Linked DNA regions of Rattus norvegicus: region 2 is linked to region 1. Evidence: chromatin contacts called from public Hi-C data. All regions are on one chromosome and are shown on one strand. Each heading gives the region's core, a stretch centred on a gene start, on an enhancer-like site or on the middle of the called end of the contact. The rest is flanking DNA. Distances are from core to core; before and after follow the strand shown. Region 1 overlaps Dgkd (diacylglycerol kinase, delta). Region 2 overlaps Dgkd (diacylglycerol kinase, delta).

Region 1 (2,812 bases), core at 82-2,581:
AAGGAAGCCTCCTCAGCAGAGGTATTGCAGCTCCTAGGGGAGAGTATCCCCAGCATAGCCTCAAAAGCTGTCAAAGTGGTAGTAGGCCTTTCCTTCCCTGGGCTTCCAAGTCCCAGGATACCTTTCCATCCTAACAAAAACACTTACAGTTGGTCCCAGACACCCCAGAGAAAGATATGTAGAAGACTTCCTCATAGCTTCAACTACTAAGGAGGAATGTAGATAGAAGGCCTTTTAGAACCCTTCCAAGCCCTTGGGGACAGAATGTGAGCCAAGAAGACTCAGTGGTGTATCCCTCAGTTCACATACCTAAGCTGCAACCTAGGGGAAGGTAAGTGGATAACTTCCCATGACCATATTTTCAGTCACCTTGCAAATCCCTGCTTCAAAAAAAAAAAAAAGTATGAGACTTTCTGGGGCCGTTGGTTACTGCCAGCTATGGATAATAGAATTTCCTGAAACAGCCAAACCCCTCTATGGCAGCATCAAGGTACAAAGATTTTGCAATGAACTGACACTGGGCAGAGAGCCTCTGAAATTTTGAAAAATCCCCCAGTGTCTGTCCTGGCCCTGGCCCTCCCAAGCATTGCTAAGCCATTCACCTTGTACATGGATGAGGTCAGAGGCATTGTCTAAGTAATCCTCATACAAATCCTGGGTCCCTGGAAAAGACCTGTGACATATCTGTCCAAGAGTCTTGACCTGGTAACAGGAAGATGGCTGAGTATACTGGTTTAAAAAAAAAAAAACTGGCAAATTAACTTTATGGCACTAACTGTTCCTGACAGCCCCACACTTTGTTGAGGACCGGAGAAATGGATGTCTAACACTCAGTACCCAATACCAAGCCCTGCTTCTCAATCAACTCCACATTTGGTTCCACAAGACATCAGCCCTCAACCCTGCCAGTCACCTGCTAAATAATGACCCTGCAGATCCCCCAAATGACTATCTTGGAGTGAGGGGCATGATTCAGTCTGTTAGACCTGCTCTAACTGATGGCCCGGTATTGTTTACAGATGGGAGCAGTTTTGTCCAAGACAGGATCAGATAAAACTCTTAAGCAGGAAAACCCTCAGCTCAGTGACTCGGCACTCCCTCCGCTGGAGGGAAGACCAGGCTATCCGTTGGCTGTTCCCTGCCTGGGCAGAGATTTCCTTTGCAAGCCCCACCTGGAGACCTAGAGCTGCCAGGCTCCACCCCTAGGCTACTCTGACAGCCTCCTGACCCTTGGAGACCTAGAGCTGCCAGGCTCCACCCCTAGACTACTCTGACAGCCTCCTGACCCTTGGAGAGTCAAGAGTAGCCAGCCAGTGCTGCCACAAGATCAGGCCACATAATCCATCCAATCCCAGGCCACCTTCTCCAGAACCCCTACATAAATCCTGCATTCTGCCCAGTTCTCTGCTGCTTCTCACTAGCAGAGGCAGCCGCCCTCGTGGGTTTTCCCCTCCCAATAAATCTCTTGTGTGAGATCTGTTGTAAGGTATGGTTTTGTGGTATTCTTTGGCTCCTGATTGCAGGATACCTTTCCCATCAGAGCTGTAACACTTGCATTGGGAAAACCTCCTGTCAAAGCAGACATTAGAAAGCCTTCCCCTCAGAGCTGTAACTCTTATGCTACTGCCATAGACAATAATAGAGTATATGGCCTATGTCCATGGGGCACTGTATAAGAAAAGGGGGCCTGTGAACCTCCGCAGAAAAAGAAGTCAAGAATAGAAATCTTAGCTCTATTGGAAGCTATCTACTTACCCAAGAGGGTGGCTGTTGTTCACTGCAAAAGACTAAAATGGGGATTCCCCAGAAGCCTGAGGAAAAGAGTAGCTGACTTGGCCACCCAAGAAGTAGCTCTAGAATCAGTGGGGCCTCTCCAAGTCACAGTAGCCCTGCCAAGGCACCTGGAATGTACCCCAGGTGAAATTGTCTGACCAAAACAAGAACTGACCACACAGGGTAACATGGATGGTGGATTCTGCTAGACAACAGACCCATTTTTCTCATGAATCTGGGAAGGCAACTAGTTATGGGTACCCACCAAACCACCTACCTACGTGCTGTGAAAACTGAACTCAGACCCAAGTATTATGTTCTAAATTTGGAAAGTCTGATTAAAACACCACTTTTTAGATGTGCTACCTGTGGCTCAGATAAACTGGAAAGTGGAAAGGAATACCCCACAAGGGATCTGGGCTCAAGGAAATGGGCCTATAAAAATTGGGCATTGGACTTTACTGAAATCAGGCCTACTATTTTGCACTAAAAATATCTGATAGTGTTTGTAGAGAGCTTCTCAGGATGGATGAAGGCTTACCCTATCAGAACATCAACAGTTATTAAGAAATTTCTTTAGAAAAAAATTCCAAAGTCTGGACTGCCCCAGCCTTCATGGCCAAATTGTCTCAAAATCTGAAAAAGGTATTAAATATTAATTGGAAATTGCACTATGTGTGAGCTCAGATCAGGTAGAAAGGATGAACAGAACTCTTAAGGAGACTCTGACCAAATTGATCCTAAAAACTAGGGGGTGGGGGGATGGGTCAACCTCCTCCCCTTTGCCCTGCTCAGGGCCTGATGTACTCCTTATTGGGAGTGACTTATTCCTTTTGAAACTATGTTTGGAAGACCACAGCACTTCCAAATTCCAAGATATTCCCCAGACAGAAATGTCTAAATCAGTCCCTTTTCAAGCCCTTGCAGAATCTGTAGGAAGCTCACCGGGTCACTGATCAAACTGTGAAGGGAATCCTAGTTGGTGGTTTGAATATGCTTGGCCTCAGGGGGTGGCACTATTAGGAGGAGTGGCCTTGTT
Region 2 (2,700 bases), core at 8-2,507, 52 kb before region 1:
CTGGCCCTCTCCAGCTTTGCCAAGATCTGAGGGAGCTGTGTATCGTCATCACAGGCAGAGCCCCAGCCGAGAACGCGGGCCAGGTCATTCCCTGTCCCCAGGGGCAGCACACCTAGCTGACACTGGTGGAAAACAGTGAGGAAAACATTCCCTTAGACACCAAGAGTAAGAACCATTCCCATGCAGTACCACCCTGTTGACACAATCAATAGCCACAAGAAGCGCAGGAACTCTGATCTGAACTTTGTGGCCTGTACGTTCTCAGCAGAGCCCACCAGAGGGGACAGATGGGCTTTGGGATCAACAGCAGATACCAGGAGCCCTAGCCCTTCCTCACTTATTCACATGTCTTGGCAATCAACCCTTGAAAACCCCTGGTTTCTACAACCACTCCCTTCCCAAAGACACTGAGATACTCACACCTGAAGAGTCGACCTCTAACTCCCCAAACATCTCTCTACCCTACTATGCACCTCATTCACTGATGCCAAATCCACTTTCCAAAAGCTGTCACTAGTACCATTCCACATCACTAAAAGTCCCCTGATGATTTCTAGGTCCTATCAGACACCATGCTGAGGCTGTCTGAACATACAAGACCTAGACTGCACCCATTTGCCTATGAGGTGGTGGTTCCCCAAACTGACCCCAGCCCTGCTCTCTCCTCCTAGACTTAACAGAGGGCAGAAGTAAAGGGAAGAAGGCAGAACAGAGAAGGAGGAGCAAATATGGGCTCTAGTAAAGTCTGCTGTAAGCAGGGAGGGACCAAGGCTTGTAACTGTCCTAGGGAGTGTCACTCTCAGCAGCCTATGAATGGCCCAGACTAGGGAAGATACAACAGGATTGGGGTCATTTGGGCAAGCTAGCAACTAGCTTGAAATGAGGAAGAGGAAGACCAAGGAATCAGGAATGGTTGTGGGGCTTCTCCTTAGGCCCTGGATGCATGAAGACATTCAGGCAAAGTAGGAGCCGAGTGACAGGCAAGGTTGGAAACCTACAATACCCAAAAACCCCGGAATGTCCCCCAAACTGACATGGTATCAAACTCCAATGCATCACAAAGCTTTCCCCATAGGAAAAGTGTAAAGGATGAGGGTGGTGGGACACTTGAGGTTTGACCACTTAGCATGTACTAGAAGCCAAGAGGAGAAACACCACCACATGCAGGGCTGGGGAACACAGGGTGCAGGAGAGAGCGGACAGAGCTCTAAGGAGTACAAAGAAGCCACAGGAGACAAGTGTTCACAGAGCGTGACTGAGTACAAGAACCACGTTCATAGTCTTCCTAGAGAGCCAAACATTAAGATCAAAAGTCAGTCAACAAAACTGTATACTACAGTCCCACCACTGGGGGGTGCTGCTTCTTTTTCTAGAGCTATGGTGTGGCTATCAGGAAGTCCCACACCATCTCTTCTCCAGACAAACACAAAATAGTATTGGTGAGTGAGACTACACAAAGAACACAAAATCACTGAAAACTAAAGAACGATAAAAATTATGAAGAAGAGAAAAATGACAAGCCAGAAAACTAAGGAAATCTGGTTTGTTTGTTTTGGGTTTTGTTTTGTAGTATTGTCGTTTCAAGACAGGATTCCTGTGCAGCTCTGGCTATCCTAGAACTCTGCAGACCAGGCGGGCCTCGAATTCAGAAATCTACCTGCCTCTCTGTCTCCCAAGTACTGGGCATGTGACACCACTGCCTGGCAGGAAAAACTGATCTTTCAGTGACAGAGAGACAGCTGCTTTTTATTTTGCCAATTTGATTACCTCAACAGGAAACAAGGCAAAAAACCATGAACAGGGGATTCGTTTAAAGCAGCGTTCCAATAAAGCTGTGATTAACATTATCATTATATTTATATGATTAAGACTTTGTTTACAGACTTGGGTGAATCAGAAAGAATGAGCCTCAAGGCAAGGGGCGGTTCCGAGTCACCGTCCATGGAATGGGAACTGGAGCATCCCTGACAAATGCAATTTGGCACTAAAAATTTAAATAAGGGGCTCCTCAAAAGAGAAGATTCTAGAACATGAACAGGATATCAACAAGGTTGTCCCAGCCCTCCAGCTCCTGCACTAACTGGGGAGAAGTGCTAGTTCAGGTCCATCCACTACATCCCGTGGAGACCTGCCACACTGAGCTGTTCAAGGAACACACGTGGAAATACACACACACCACTATTTCTGCAGTTTAGTAACCCACTAGCGGGTGAGTACCAGATGGATGGTGTGGATTGACACAATCTGAGCGATGGTTATGACAATATACACAATGGCTAATTGCCAAAAAGGGGGACTGGGAGTAAAAATTCAATGAACACAGTAAGAAATCAGGATAATGTATTTTATTTTAGTGTTAAAAACTAGGCAATTAAGTTGAACCATAACTCAAACTTTGGAGGTTGAAGATTCTTTCTTCCTTTCCTCTCTAGACAGAGGCATCCAGCAATTAGGCACATCACCTCCCAGGAAAGAGCTGGAGCTTAGGGGACTACAGCTCCCATCCTCATTCCCCCCCCACACACAGAGCCTGATGCCAAGTTGTGTTTACAGCTCACTTGACCTATGTGATTTTCCCATTTGTCCATTACAGTGGGTGTCCTCTCAACACCTATGTGTAGTACCTGTTTGTGAAGGTTGAGGCTGTCAATTTCAGAGAGGACCCAGCCAACACTGCCATCCCCGCCACAAACCAGAATC

Evidence for each region. A called contact is a pair of places that touch in the nucleus more often than the background predicts.
Region 2: a contact with region 1 is called in a Hi-C map of kidney, with 2.4 times the contacts expected there. The contact joins two enhancer-like sites. A contact is called at or near these places in 4 of 12 Hi-C or Micro-C datasets (the Rat2 cell line, Schwann cells, hepatocytes and 1 more).

The regions. Positions count from the first base shown.
Region 1 is chr9:95,981,875-95,984,686 of GRCr8, reverse strand. The region is part of intron 1 of Dgkd (diacylglycerol kinase, delta); the gene reads right to left. Among named protein-coding and RNA genes, the nearest start is that of Dgkd, 19 kb to the right of the region's middle. Within about 2 kb of position 1,331, at least 28 of the 93 cell types and tissues checked have an H3K27ac peak or open chromatin away from gene starts, as enhancers often do. A contact at or near this core is called in kidney, where this site is marked.
Region 2 is chr9:96,033,443-96,036,142 of GRCr8, reverse strand. It overlaps Dgkd (diacylglycerol kinase, delta), which reads right to left. Exons shown (of 30, transcript NM_001427452.1): 10 at 2,625-2,700; 11 at 1-122. Among named protein-coding and RNA genes, the nearest start is that of Dgkd, 70 kb to the right of the region's middle. Within about 2 kb of position 1,257, at least 1 of the 93 cell types and tissues checked has an H3K27ac peak or open chromatin away from gene starts, as enhancers often do. A contact at or near this core is called in kidney, where this site is marked.